Linked DNA regions of Mus musculus: all the other regions are linked to region 2. Evidence: chromatin contacts called from public Hi-C and HiChIP or PLAC-seq data. All regions are on one chromosome and are shown on one strand. The core of a region is the stretch at or near the end of the contact, and the rest is flanking DNA. Distances in the headings are between cores, read along the strand shown.

Region 1 (3,564 bases), core at 975-3,474, 380 kb after region 2:
AAGTACAAACAGGTACTAATGGCAGTCTGTGGCTGCTGATGCCAATCAACATGATCTTCTCTGCTCAGGGGTTCTCACACATGCAGAAGCCAAAAGGTCAACCTCAATGTCTTTCTTTCCATCTAATGTTTTGAGACCGTGTCTGTCACTTGCTCAAAGCTCATCAATTCAGCCAGGTTGGCAGTCAGTGAAACCCAGCTATCCTCTTGTCTTCACCTCCAGCTCTGGGATTGTAAGTACACACATCATTGCACCCAACTTTGTACTCGAGTGCAGAGGATCTGGTCTGTGGTCCTTAGGCTTGTATTGACTGACCTTTTATCAACTGAGCCACCTTCCCAGCCCCTTCTAAGTCTGAGAAGCAAGAAGATATGTTATTCCGTGGCTGCAGCTCAGGGTAGGACCCTAATGTTCCCTTCCAGAAAGGCCACTGTAAATCACCCAGAGAACAGAAAAAGAAATGGCAGATCACTAGGCTAGATGGATCCTAGGGAAGAGAGAGGACAAGACCCACTAAGTCGGTCTGAAAAGGAATCCATGGGCTTTCAGCTAACTCTCTGCTCAAACAGGCTGTCATTATAGCCACCTGGGCAGGAGGAAATCCATTCTAAAGAGTCACGCATACCCCTCCTTTTGGCTATTAGACTCTTTAAAATGGCTCCTCAAGGAGTTGAAAATTCCCCAAGAATCTCATGCTAGAAGAAGGAAAAAGCTGGATCCCAGTTCTAGGCACAAGGTGAACTTATGTTCCAGAAACAGATTTTATCCAGTCCTCATAAGACCACCTCACAGGACAGGTCAGTCTGTGATGGGTCTGTGACAGGCAGGACCACATCTTGACCAGGCCTACTTACCTGTGAATAACTCTTGCCCTCTATGTAAACCTGAACCTCATCTGGACCCTGCAGATGGACCCAGGTTCCCTGGATCTCTTTGTTCCTCTTCTCAAAGAGACCCCACTGGATAAATCTCCTTTCTCAGCTTTTTACTATGATTGTCTTTCTAACTGTTGTAGTGATTTGGAGAACTACCAGGACCCAGACCTCAATTTTAACAATGCCTGTAACAGCATTGCATGCCCTCTGACCAACTGTGCCTGCAGTTACAATTCTCTTACCAATGACTGAGTTTATGACTTGGTTGGTTTTTTTTTTTTTAATGGTATTAGTTGGAACTGAACACGCTCTGAAAAGTGCGCCAATTACGTCAGCGATCGAGGAAAAAAAAAAAAAAAACACTAACCTCCCTCCATGTGGCCAGCTTTATCGTTCTGATACTGCAAGCTCCTGCAAGGTGCCTGGGGTTAATTAACTGCTTCAGAGGAAATCACATTGATCTGTATAAGCCATGAGTACCTGCCTGTCCTTCTTGCAGAAACCAATCTGGTGGCATCTCCTGGTCCCACTGCTTCCAGATGAAGGACTCTGAGTTACAGACTGCCTCCCCTACCCCCTCTGATCCTCCTGCTCCCCTGGGTAATCCATTACCCACAGTGACTCAGCTGCCTAGAGGCATCTGGGACAATCTGATGACCCTGTTCACCTACACTGCACTCATCTGATACTGTGAGAGCCTCTCACCTTCCCCTCATGGGAACCCCAGCAGCAGCAGCAATGGCTGCAGTGTGGAGCCCTGCCTGAGGCCTGGCATTCGTGTCTGAAGAACCCTCCAACCACTATTAAAGCCACCTTTTCTCAGCCACCTTTTCTCAATGCAAAACGAAACACAAAACCCACACACAACACTGCAGCCAAGTGCTCCGTGAGTGCCTTTTGGGGCAGAGTATGTAGTCATGTCATCTTCCTCTGGTTAAGATGGAAAGATCTCTGGTGGGGAGGAGATAGGACATGAGGAGATGGCTTAGCCCAACAAGACACTTGCTGCAGAGCTGGCAACCTGAGGCCCATCCTCAGGACCCACCTAGTAGAAGGAGGAGACCAACTCCCAAAAGTTGTCCTCTGATGGCCAGTAGCCCCCTCCACAAATGGCCTGGTCGGTGGCCAACAACATCCTATGATGAGAACCACAGGAACCTTCCTTGCCAGGCAAGGCAAAGCCATCTTGAATCAAGGACAAGATTATGTTTTATAACTTCAAGAGGCTCTATAACCAGGAAGTGCAGTGAAACACAACACACCTGAGGGAGGCCTGCCAGCTCTCAGAGGCCCTGCCTTTCTTTCTACAGGTGCTGTGGAGACTCACTGACAAGCCTGCTCAATTTCTGAGTTCTAATTTAGAAAGTGACTTTTTCTTTCTTAACATGGCTATGCCTGGCATCTCAATCTCTTCAAGTCCCTCCCTCCCTCCCTCTTTCCCTCCTTCCCTCCCTCCTTCCCTCTCCCCTCCCTCTCTCCCCTCCCTCCCCACACTCCCCCCTACGGATGCCTCACAGCAGCTGCTTGAAGATTTCCATTGCTTAACCTGCCCACTTTCCTGACCTCAAACTCAAAAAAAAAGCACAATTTCCTCTTTTTCCTCTTCTTGTGGCAGCTGACTGACCCTGCTGGCTTTCTATCTATAATTCTTTTTTTTAAAAGATTTATTTATTATTATATGTAAGTACACTGTAGCTGTCTTCAGACACACCAAAAGAGGGCATCCGATCTCATTATGGATGGTTGTGAGCCATCATGTGGTTGCTGGGATTTGAACTCAGGACCTCTGGAAGAGCAGTCAGTGCTGAGCCATCTCTCCAGCCCCTCTATCTATAATTCTAACAATTTTTTCAAGTTTTCTTTTGAATCCATCTTAAATTTCTTTATCTGTGAGACAAGAGAAGGAGCCTGAGTTCCAATCTGGTTGCCTTCTGGAAGTGGGGTCATCTGTGAAGGGAAGGGAATTGGGGCTGCAAAGAGTGTACAGCAACAGCAGAGACAGGCAGGTGAGGCTACACAGCCCTGCCTCAGGTCTGAGGTCATGGCCTCTGTTCCCAGGCTGCCCAAGGTCTGAGAGTTCCCTAGATGTTTGTCCACCTGTTTGAGTAACAGAGCCCTGTCTTGTCCCCATAAAGAAAGGGCTGTAGTCCACACAGTGATATGCAAATGGTGTTTACCCAGGTGGGGCACCTTGTGAGACAGGCTCTGGCAGAGTCCTACACTTAAGGTCACTTTATGCCAATGTTCTACTTCTTCTCTGGGCTTTAAAGGGAACCTCTGGGTCTAACCACAGTACGATGAACATACACAGAATTAGTTGGAAGAAGGGAAGAGGAGATGTGAGGGTAAGAGGAAGAGAGACAGAGAATGAAGTAGCTCTGAGTACAATGTCTGTCTAGCTCACACAATAGAATAAATACACACAACAGAGTAAAAAGAAAAAAGTCCTGGGCTTGCTACAACTGGCCAGACGAAATCTTCCTCTGAGGTAGTGGTCCTTAATCTTCCTAAAGCTGCGACCCTTTAATGCAGTTCCTCATGTTGTGGTGACCCCCAACCATGAAATTATTTCATTGCTACTTCATAACTGTAATTCTGCTGCTGTTATGAACCGTAATGTAAATATCTGATATCTTATTTGTGACCCCTGTTTAAAGGGTCATTTGACACCCCTCGGGGAGTCACAACC
Region 2 (3,668 bases), core at 721-3,220:
ATGATGTTTCAAAGAAGTTCACAGAGCTGGGGAGGTAGCTCAGTTGGCAGAGTGCTGACCAAGCATTCACAAAGCTCTGGGTTCAATCCTCATGATGGTGGGTGGCACAGGCCCATAATCTGAGCATTCAGGAGTTGGAGGTCAGAGGATAAGGAGCTTAAGGTTCCTTTTTGGCCTAGGTGGTGAGTTTGAGGTCAGTCCAGGATGCATAAGACCTTGTGTGAAAGAAAGAAAGAAAGAAAGAAAGAAAGAAAGAAAGAAAGAAAGAAAGAGAGAGAGAGAGAGAGGGAGAAAGGAAGAAAGGAAGAAAGAGAGGGAGGGAGAAAGGAAGAAAGAAAGGTAGAGGAAGAGAAAAAGAGAGAAAAAAGCAAAAGAGAAAGAGAAAAGAGAAAGAGAGAAAGAGAGAAAGAAAGAAAGAAAGAAAGAGAAAGGAAGAAAGAAAAAGAAAGAAAGACAGAAAAAGAAAGAAATAAAGAAAGGAAGGAAGAAAGAAAGGTAGAGGAAGAGAGAAAGAGAGAAAAAGCAAAAGAGAAAGAGAAAGAAAAAGAGAGAGAAAGGAAGAAAGAAAATGAAAGCGAGAAAGACAAAAAAGAAAGAAAGAAAGAGAGGGAGAAAGGAAGAAAGAAAGGTAGAGGAAGAAAGAAAGAGAAAAAGCAAAAGAGAAAGAGAGAAAAGAGAAAGAAAGAGAGAGAAAGAGAGAGAGAAAAAGGAAGAAAGAAAATGAAAGAAAGAAAGAAAGAAAGAAAGAAAGAAAGAGAAAGGGATAGAGAAAGAGAGAAAGGAAGAGAAAGAAAGAGAAGAAGAGAAAGGAAGAAAAAGAGAAAAGAAAAAGAGAAAGAAAAAAGAGAAAGAATGGAAGAAAGGAAGAAAGAGAGAGAGAGAGAGAGAGAGAGAGAGAGAGAGAGAGAGAGAGAGAAGGAAAAAGAGAAAGAAAGGCAGGGAGCGTGGAGACCTTAAAAGCACTGGCTGCTCTTACATAGGACCCAGGTTTAGCTCCCAGCACCCACATGATAGCTCACTAACATCTGTAACTCCACTTCTAGTGACTCAATGCTCTCTTCTGACCTGCAAGGGCACTGAACAAGCACACTGAATACAGACATGCTCGCAGGCAAAATGCCCCCAAACATAAAAATTTTAATAATAATAATAAAGCTTTCAAAAAACCCTCCCCTAATCACCACAAAAGAAAGACCTGCTCTCCACATTAAGACGTCTAAAGACTGTGATTAATTGGGTAGCGACTGTCTAATGACCTGGAGGTTCCTGTAGGGCAAAGGACTCAGCTAGCTTGAGAACAGGGCTCTTTTAGTGCCCCATGAGGTAGGGATTAGGGGGCGTGGTTCCCTCCATTGCTTCTCCAAAGAAAACACGCCTGACTAGCAGCAGAGATCAATAAAAAGACATCACACCGAAAACAAGAAATCTCACGGGAGGGGAGGCTGACGTCCTTTCTTATTTATGGCTCACGATGAACAGCGGACAGATGTGCTGAGGGAGATCAGAAAGCCGCTCTTAGTTGGGGCTGATTCTGGGGGTCTTTGGAGCAACCGCTTCTCCCAACACTTGACACTGTGACGATGTAATTGGTTTTGGGAGAGCTGGGAGTGGGATAAGGGATTTTCCGGAGGAAGATGAACGCAGGAATGCAGCTCTGGACTGAAGCTGCTGACCCGATTCCTCCAAAATAGATCCCACATCACAGAGCAGCGGGAATCTAAGCCTTCCCAGAGCGCCCACCCGCACTGCTACAAACACCTAATTCATGAAAGAAATGAGCTTTAAAGATGGCAGCCATGCCACCCGTTAGCTGTTTGGTCATCGAAGTGCTTCTAGAAATGGAAAAGAGCTATTCAGCACTAAAGATTTAGGAACGTCTGTTGACATTAAGGAAGCAGCCTCATGGGAGAGCTGACAAGGCTCCCAGAAACATCACCAAGGGAACGGTGACGCAAATGCGTTTGGTTTTCACAGACTGGCGTGCTGCCAGACTCCCTGCCTGACGGCTGATGTAACTCCAGTTCCTATCTAGGTTAGCTTGCTTAGATAGTGCCAGCAGAACACGCAGCCGCAGTCAACAGCAAGCTTCTTTTGGAGACCAGAGTAAAAGGATAAACATATGTTTTCTTCTTTAGATCCTGATGTGTATTGTATTTTAAAGGGGGTACAAGGCTGGAGAGATGGGTCCACGGGTTACAAGGACGGGCTACACTTCTGGAGGATCAGAGTTCGAGTCCCAGCACCCACATGGTAGTTTGCAATCATCCATATTCCAGTCTCAGAGTATTGCGCCCCTCTTCTGACCTCTGTGGGCACCAGGCATGAATACGGCACACAGACATACATGCAAACAAAACTTCTATACACATATACATTTTTTAAAAAAGAATTATTTATTTTATGTATGTGAGTACACCATCACTCTCTTCAGACACACCAGAAGAGGGTATCAAATCCCATTACAGATGTTTGTGAGACACCATGTGGTTGCTGGGAATTGAACTCAGGACCTCTGGAAGGATGAGCAGTCAGTGCTCTAAACCGCTGAGCCATCTCTCCAGCCTATATATATATAACGTTTACAAAGGAAAAGAAAGGAATCTCATGTCAGCCTAAATTCTACCTCAACACAGACCAGAGGCAAGCCTGTCACCCACAAAAGGCATCACTATTTCACAAATATCAGCTCTCAATACTGTTTAGCCTATTAGGGAATAAGAAGGAGACTGTTCCCAGCTGAGCCAAATAATGACAGGAGAAAGCAGAGGACATTAGTTGTGAATGCAAAGATAATGATCCTTTTCATTATTGACTAAATGGGCTGAGGCCTCTGAAACCTGCGCTAAAAGATCACTATTCTAAAACATTTTTCTTAGAGACTGCCGATTTCCGGGTTTGTTTGTTTGTTTACAATCAATAAAGGAGAATTGTTAATTGGAAACATTCCCCCCAGACTCGGGTCAGATGTTGATGCGTTGTCTTCCGCAGGGTGTAAAGGGACAGAAAGCCAAGAAACAAACAAACAAACAAAGACTAGCTTTTAAAGCTTACTAGGTTATCCCAGGACAGAGGAACCTGTGCTGTCTTTAAAGGCCAGAAGCTGATATATAATTGGTTCCCTGGCCTTTAGAGGCAGGTAATTAAATCAGCAAGAGAGGGAGGGGCGAACAGTAATGGAGACAAAAGAGCCAGGCTAAAAATACAAGGGAAGGACCAGAGCTGACCGGATACCAGTCCTTGAAGGCACAGTATTGATCATGCCCAGGTTTACAGCACACCCCTCCCACTCTGCTCTGTTTTCCCTCCTCCACCCCTCTCCTCTACCCACCCATTTCCTTTTCTTCTTTCCTTTATTTATTTGTTTGCTTACTTATGTGGGTTTTTGTTTGTTTGTTTGTTTTGTTTTGTTTTTTGAGACAGGGTCTTTCTGCGTAATTCAGGCCTTAAACTCACACCATCCTTTCTACCTCAACCTCCCAGGTGTTGGATTGCAGGTATATGCCACCACTCCTAGGTTAACCCATTCTTTGTTTGTTCTCTGTGTGTGTATGTGTGTGTGTGTGTGTGTGTGTGTGTGTATGCGTGCGTGTGTGTGTGTGTGTGTGTATGCGTGCGTGTGTGTGTGTGCGTGTGTATGCGTGTGTGTGTGTGTGTGTGTGTGTGTGTGT
Region 3 (3,395 bases), core at 261-2,760, 400 kb after region 2:
GCATGAACTTGCCCTAGGCCAGGTCTGAGTCAGCAGAGAGTGGCCTCCCACCTCCATACAGGCTGAGCCAGCCAGCCTAGGTCCTGCTCAAGGTCAAGGCTGTCCTACAGGAGAGCATGGCAATGTAAACCAAGGGAGATAGTGAGGTCTTAGTGGCCTGTGTGGGGTGGCTGTTCTGAGCCTGAGAACTGGGCCCTGTTGAAGATCACATAGCACTCAGTCCTCAGCTCATGCTTCCAAGATAGCACATGCAGCAACCTTGGTCAGGACAATATTTCCTGGTCATCGTTTGGAGAAATATTTTTTCCCACAGCAAATTCCTTAGGAGCCACAGCCTATCTCCTTGCGATCTCCTTAGGTGGGAGGGCAGTGCTGTCAGCCTAAGTCTTGGGAGAAAGATGTGGGCAACTTGTGGATTCCCTCGGCCTTCTCACACGCATCTCTCTTGTGAGGGTGGAGGTGATGGCTGAGACCGGGCCTCACTCTTAAAACCAGGCTGGCCCTTGAACTCACTGTGTAGCCTAAGCTAACCCTTTACAATTCATTTGCCTCAGCCTCCTAGCATGCCTGGCCATCCCATCTGCCTATGGGAGGAAGAAACTAGTCAAGTGTGATGGTAGGTACCTATCATCCCTGCATTCAGAAGGTGGAAGAAGAGAGATCAGGAGTTTAGTGATAGCCTGGGCTACATGAAACCAACCCTGTCTCAGAAAAGAAACAAAAGGCAGGCAAGCAGGCAGGTAGGAAGGGAAGGAGGGAAGGAGGGAGGGAGGGAGGGAGGGAGGGAGGGAGGGAGGGAGGGAGGGAGGGAGGGAGGGAGGGAGGGAGGGAGGGAGGGAGGGAGGCTGGTAGGCCAGTTTACAAACCAGAGGCCAGCCCTTGTGCTGATGCCCTTAACCCTTCCAGCAGGGTTTTGTCACCAGAGCTGGGAGGCAAGAACTGACAGCCTTTAAGATGCAACCCAGTGTCAGATTCCCCAACAATGGAGCAGCAGGTCCCCACACCCTGCCCCCCCACCCTCCTGTAGTGACCCCCATATGATCTGGCCCCCCAACCTCTGCCTTTCCTCTGCCCTCTCTGCCATTTCCTTCTTCCAGAAAACAACCTCCCTGGCCAGAAGGATTTCAGGCACTTCTGCTTTTGTTCTAAAGCCACCAGCTCTTATAATATTTTCTGCTCCTCTTCCCAGGGACTCTGAAACACACAGATGACAACACTTTAAAAACAAAGAGCCGAAGGCGGTGGCACATGTGTATCGCCCCAGCACTTGGGCGGCAGAGACAGGCGGATCTCTGCGAGTTCAAAGTCAGCCTGGTCTACAGAGTTAGATCGGGTCTCAAAAAAAAAAAAAAATTACATTAAAATTAAAACACAAAAATCTGAAGTAAAACCAGGAGGGACTGCTGTCAGCTTGGGGCAGGAAAGGGGAGAGCGGAGAGCTTGTGAGTGGAGGCCTGGATCTGGCCAAGGGGCAGGGCACAGCGGTAGACTGAGCAGAGAGCTTTCTGTTTGGCTTGGGTGGCTGCAGAGGTAGAAGTGGCCACTGGGAGAGAGCTGCTAAGATTTGCAAGACAAGAGCCTCTTTTCTCAATTCTCACACTGCCATCAAGTGGCCCAGTGAGCCAGTGCAGGATGTCTGTGCCAGCCTGAGCTACCTGGAGAGAAAAAAGGGTTGGGACTTTACCTAGGGACTCAGAAGCACCCCCAGCCTAGAGCTCTGAACTGTTCGGTAAATGCCAATCCCTGGCAATATAATCAGAGATGTATACATCCGGGCATGTGCACAGTGTCTAATCAATTCCATGCATTCAGGCAAGCAAACTCACAAGTGCTTGCTGGGAACATCAGCACACAAGGAGACATCTCTGTAAGAATCAGTACAAAAGCCACCGTCTCAGCTGGGCATGAGACAACACACCTATGATCCGAGTACAAAGAGGAATCTCTTCCTTTACTTTTATGTCATGGGTATTTTTTGAGTATGTATATCTGTGCACCATGACCGTGTACTCCTACTGCTCATGATGATAGGGAGAAGGCATCAGATCCCCTGAAACTGGAGTAACAGACAAGTGTGAGCTGTTGTATAGGTGCTGGAAATGGTTTCAGGTCCTCTGGAAAGGCAGCCAGCCCTTTCAAGTGCTGAGCCATCTCTCTGGTCCCATAGGTAGGAAGATGTTGGTCACAAGTTCAAGGCCAGCCTGAACCAGGTAACTCTGTCTCAAACTGAAAGGAATGGGATGAGATGATATCTCAGTGGGTGAATTCCTTGCTGCGCAAGCACGAGTTCAGGTCCCCAGAACCCATTTTGAGAAAGTGGGGGTGGGAGAGCATGGCATGGTGTTATGTGAACATCCTGGTGCTAAGGAGGCAGAGGACAAGAGGGGCTCCTGGGATGCCAGTGTAGCTGAACAGTGAGCTCCAGGCTTGGTGATATTCTAGAAAAATAAGGTGAAGAGGAACAGAAGACACTCAACATGGATCTCTGGCCTTCATATATACAAGGACACACATGCATGTACACAAGCACACCTGCACACAATACACACACACCACAGAAGACTTAGAACTCAGCAGTCCTATGTTTAGGTAACTGAGAGAGGAATGAGGAGGGAGGGGATGCCTAACGGTTCAAGTCCTGACGCTCTTGTATCTCTGAGGAGGTGGCCTCGCCTGAGGAAACAGGAAGCAGGGCAAGATCCAGGAGATCCAAAGTCAGCTCTGAGGCCTAAATATGCGACCCGGTAGGGCAGGACTTCAAGCCTCATTCCCTATGGTGGCCAGCTTTGATTGTCAACTTGGAACAACCTAGAATCATCTGGAAGGAGTCTCAGTGGGGGACTGTGTGCGTCGGGTTGTCCTGTTTGTGGGACATTGTCTTAATCTATGCAGGAAGACCCAGCCCACTGTGGGCGACACCATTCCTAGGCAGAGGTTCCTAAACTGTATACTAATAGAGAAACCTAGCAGGAACAAACAAGAAAGCAAGAATATATACATTTATTTCTCTCCATTCTTGACTGTGGGTGATATATGACTGGCTGTGTGAAGTTCTGGCGTTGATTTCTTACCAATGATGGGCTGTTACTTGGGGTCTGAAAACTAAATAAACCCTTTCTCCTCACTGCAACAGAAATGGCACCAGGATACTTCCTTTCCCACACACCTCTGTTCACCTCACATTTGCCTTTTTTGAACATTGGGTAGCATAACCACGTTTGGAGTGGGTTCCTACGGTCCCATGCTTTAGACACACTCCTGCCAGGCCTGCAGAGTCACTGTCATCAAGTCATGTAACTCAAGACCTGGGTCACTGTTGGCTGGACAGAAAGTGGATGAATGTCCTATAGAAAGAAGGCCATTCAAATCTCCCTCCTACAAAACAGAACTGTGTC
Region 4 (3,481 bases), core at 690-3,189, 370 kb after region 2:
CAGCTAGTATCAAGCCAAGGGGAGAGGCCTCAAGAGAACCAATCAGCTCTGCCAACACTCTTCTCAATGCCCAGAAGTATGATAGGATATATGTGTCTGTCTGTCTGTCTGTCTGTCTGTCTGCCTGCCTGCCTGCCTGTCTGTGGATTTGTGTACATCAGTGCAGTGCCCATGGAAGTCCTAGAAAGTGTCATATCCACTGGAGCTGGAATTATAGGCAACTGTGAGACACCTGGCCCAAGTACCAAGAATCAACTGCATGAGTGGTGTGTACATTTTAAAGCTCTGAGACATCAATGTTTGCTTTTTAAGTTACCTGGTCTATGCAGTCTTGCTATGGGAGCCTTAGTACCTAATCCAGTCTGATCATGCTGAAGGGAATCTGCCTCTCAGATTGTCCCCAAATCTTCCTCAGTTACCCAAATAAAAGGCACCAGACAAGATCCTCATTTAAAGCAATAGTAAATTGGTTCAGAGAACCAAGAATCTGATGAGGACCAAGGAGCTAGCTTAATTGTTCAAGTGCCTGTCACTCAAGGATGAGGATCTGAGATCAATTCCCAGAAGTCACATTTTAAAAAAAGCTGAGTGTGGTGATGACTACTGTGCTAGGGAGGTAGAGATCAGCCTGACCCAGAGAAGCTCACTAGCCTAACCTGCTAGATGATTTCCAGGCCAGTGAGAGACCCTGCCTCAGAACAAAAAGACGACTGGCGCCTGTGATATAACACCTGAGGTCATCCTCTGCACCCATGCATCTTACCTGCACACGTGCATGTGCACCCACACATACAAAAGGTAACAGACTAGGAGAAGACTTGAAATTTGTGTTCAGTCATTGATGGAAGGCTTGGAGTGATAGAAACACCTCAAAAAAAGAAAGTAGTAACCCAGACACTCTGTAAGACCCTTGAGCGAGCTCAGCCTTTGATGACTGCCATTTTGCACACCCTTGACGCTTCTTAGCTCCTCTTCTAGAAGATGCAGTTTCCCCCGTGGAACTCTGGGAATGAAGGTTACCATATCCAGCCCTGTACACTGGTTTAGGGATTTAGCCCAAGGCTGGTGCTTTAAAAAAAAAAAAAAAAAAATCCTTCCTTTAGCCTCCCAGAGACAGGCTGCTCATTTCCATTGCTAAGGTGGAGGAAGAGATAAAGGGATTTATTATCTGAACATTCCAGGGCCTCCCAAACAAATCTGTTCCTCCCTCTAACCACCCCCACCCCCCCGCTCCCCAAAAAGCTGGACCGAGTTTTAAAACATAAGTGTGTTTTGTTCCCAAGCCAGCTTGTCCGTCTCGGCGGCACTCATACACGCAGGGCCTCCTTATCAAATCACAGACTGCTAAGTCACAGAGCAGGAGAGTTCTGGTTCAGCACACCTCATGAGCTGCAAGCCCCAAGAAGGATGTCTGTGTCTGCCTTGCTTGTCATTAGCATCTCATGGTCACATGGCAGTGCCTGCGTCATTCAACCACTGGCAAAGAAAACAGAATGAGGTCAGCCACGAGGGAGAACAAACGGCATAGCTCAAGGAGCACAAACGCAAGCCTGGAAACTTGGGGGGTTGGGGGGGCAGGCTTGTGAGGGGGTGAGTTGTGGCTGATCACAGCCTCCTGGTGGTCCCTCTCTGTGTTCCCTGGTGTTTGCACAGCCCAGGTTACAAATCTGGGCATCATCACCACCAATATCCCCATAGTAAAGGTGACAGACTGGACAGAGCATGCCACATCCCTTGCAGCAGGGTAGAGTCTGGAGCCGCCACGCACCCTCCCCTTCCCTTGTAGAATGGAAGGTGCCAGCCACTTGGGGGTCAGAGTTTGAGGGGAGGCTCTTCTGAGGAATGTGTCTGTGGAGAAATCCATGCTCCCTAGAGGGAAGTGGGGACTGTCCCTGCACATCAGACTGTGGCAGAGCTTACCCCAGGATGCCCTTTAATGAGAGCAGAGAAGACTAGGCCCTTTGCCAGCCAGGACCTCAGAGTCTAAATAGGGTTGCAGTAGGCTGGCAAAGGTCCCTGAGGCCTGTAAATGTGAGGAATCTGGTGGGGGTTTTGTTTGTTTGTTTGGTTGGTTGGTTGGTTTTGTTTTCTAAGGAAATGGGTCTTTGCAAATACGAATAAGGACTGTGAGATAGAACAGTTATCCCAGGTGCCTCACAACTGAGAAGGGCAAAAGCCCCCATATACAATGACTTGTGTACTTAAAAGACAGAGGCCGGGCAGTGGTGACACACGCCTTTAATCCCAGCACTTGGGAGACAGAGACAGGCGAATTTCTGTGTTTGAGGCCAGCCTGGTCTACAGAGTGAGTTCCAGGACAGCCAGGACTACACAGAGAAACCCTGTCTCGGAAAAACAAAAACAAAAAAAAAACAAAACAAAACAAAACAAAAACAAAACAAACAAACAAAAAGACAGAGGCCAAGTGTATCAATTACTTCCTTAGTTGCTGTGACAGAATACCTGTTGAAAGCAACAGAATACCTGTTGAAAGCAGCTTCGGTGAGGAAAGGTTTATTCTGGCTCACAGTCGAGAGGATACAATCCACCACAGAGGGGAAGGAGAGCAGGAGGCAAAGGTGGCTTGCCACTGTGGCGGCACAATCGTGAGGTGGATAGTCACATCCCACGCGCAGTCAGAAAGCACCACAGCGAAAAGCCTCTGGAGAAAGGAACCTCACAGAAACGTTGACCTCAGCCTTCCAGCCTCCAGAGCTTCGAGCAAGAAGGTCTCTGCTGACCAAGCATGGGAGCATGGGCAGACGAAGACACCTCATACATAAACCAGAAGAGGGTAGCTCTTAAAACTTAAAGTCCACCACCACTCCCACTCTCACCAAGCCACTCCCTCCAGCTGAGCTGCTCTACCTTCTGAAGTTTCCACACCTCCCAAACAGCGCCATCTGTAGGCAACCAAGCGTTCAAACACAGGAGCCTAAGGGAAGTGGTGGTTGAGGAGCTGAGGCCACAAACTAATCAATGGCAGACAACACCCCACCCCACCCACCCCCAGCTGGAAGGGATCAAAGTGGGTCCTTCCCTGGATCCTTGGAGGGAATGCAGTTCCGTGGACACAGCCAAACGAAAGTGCCGTCAAACTTCTGCCCTCCAGAACCGCGAGAGAACAAACTGCTGTCTTATGTCTCTTTGTGACAGCAGCCAAGAGGACATCATTCATTATACAGAAGCTGACGACTACCTGCTTGAGTGTCAGAACCAGAAGCAAGTGTTGGGTTGGGCCAATTTCTGCCTCAGTGCTTGTCAGGGCCAGTCTAGTCAGGGTCTGGGTCAAGAGAGAACGCTAGTATGGACCACTGAGTGCCTGAGTCATGGAGCTACCAGAAAAGGTAGGAACCCCACAGGGAGGAACCACAGGTAAGCCCTGTCTAGAGACCCAGACCTACCATCCTAGCTACTCTGGAGGCTGAGGCGGGAAGAAAATGAACACAAAGCATACTTGGGCTACAGAGTACATTCAAGG

Evidence for each region. A called contact is a pair of places that touch in the nucleus more often than the background predicts. HiChIP or PLAC-seq counts read pairs in DNA pulled down with a chosen protein or histone mark.
Region 1: a Hi-C map of bone marrow-derived macrophages shows a contact between it and region 2, with 20 read pairs. The contact joins two enhancer-like sites. A contact is called at or near these places in 1 of 15 datasets of contacts at CTCF or cohesin (the NIH/3T3 cell line), 13 of 484 Hi-C or Micro-C datasets (DN3 thymocytes, the G1E-ER4 cell line, bone marrow-derived macrophages and 7 more) and 20 of 115 datasets of contacts at active chromatin or transcription factors (the HPC-7 cell line, SST interneurons, VIP interneurons and 16 more).
Region 3: a Hi-C map of bone marrow-derived macrophages shows a contact between it and region 2, with 38 read pairs. The contact joins two enhancer-like sites. A contact is called at or near these places in 1 of 15 datasets of contacts at CTCF or cohesin (the NIH/3T3 cell line), 22 of 484 Hi-C or Micro-C datasets (DN3 thymocytes, LSK cells, alveolar type 2 cells and 15 more) and 23 of 115 datasets of contacts at active chromatin or transcription factors (the HPC-7 cell line, SST interneurons, VIP interneurons and 17 more).
Region 4: a contact with region 2 is called in an H3K27ac HiChIP or PLAC-seq map of heart atrium, with 9 read pairs. The contact joins two enhancer-like sites. A contact is called at or near these places in 1 of 15 datasets of contacts at CTCF or cohesin (the NIH/3T3 cell line), 16 of 484 Hi-C or Micro-C datasets (CD4 T cells, the G1E-ER4 cell line, bone marrow-derived macrophages and 6 more) and 16 of 115 datasets of contacts at active chromatin or transcription factors (the HPC-7 cell line, SST interneurons, Th17 cells and 12 more).

The regions. Positions count from the first base shown.
Region 1 is chr8:126,898,832-126,902,395 of GRCm38.p6, forward strand. The region is part of intron 1 of Gm31718 (a long non-coding RNA gene); the gene reads right to left. Among named protein-coding and RNA genes, the nearest start is that of Gm31718, 7.8 kb to the right of the region's middle. Within about 2 kb of position 2,225, at least 47 of the 459 cell types and tissues checked have an H3K27ac peak or open chromatin away from gene starts, as enhancers often do. A contact at or near this core is called in bone marrow-derived macrophages and intestinal villus epithelium, where this site is marked.
Region 2 is chr8:126,515,396-126,519,063 of GRCm38.p6, forward strand. No RefSeq gene overlaps it. Among named protein-coding and RNA genes, the nearest start is that of Gm51605, 17 kb to the left of the region's middle. Within about 2 kb of position 1,971, at least 223 of the 459 cell types and tissues checked have an H3K27ac peak or open chromatin away from gene starts, as enhancers often do. A contact at or near this core is called in SST interneurons, VIP interneurons, alveolar type 2 cells and 10 more, where this site is marked.
Region 3 is chr8:126,919,476-126,922,870 of GRCm38.p6, forward strand. No RefSeq gene overlaps it. Among named protein-coding and RNA genes, the nearest start is that of Gm31718, 13 kb to the left of the region's middle. Within about 2 kb of position 1,511, at least 202 of the 459 cell types and tissues checked have an H3K27ac peak or open chromatin away from gene starts, as enhancers often do. A contact at or near this core is called in VIP interneurons, alveolar type 2 cells, bone marrow-derived macrophages and 7 more, where this site is marked.
Region 4 is chr8:126,882,887-126,886,367 of GRCm38.p6, forward strand. All of the region lies in intron 1 of Gm31718 (a long non-coding RNA gene), which reads right to left. Among named protein-coding and RNA genes, the nearest start is that of Gm31718, 24 kb to the right of the region's middle. Within about 2 kb of position 1,940, at least 153 of the 459 cell types and tissues checked have an H3K27ac peak or open chromatin away from gene starts, as enhancers often do. A contact at or near this core is called in SST interneurons, bone marrow-derived macrophages, embryonic basal ganglia and 4 more, where this site is marked.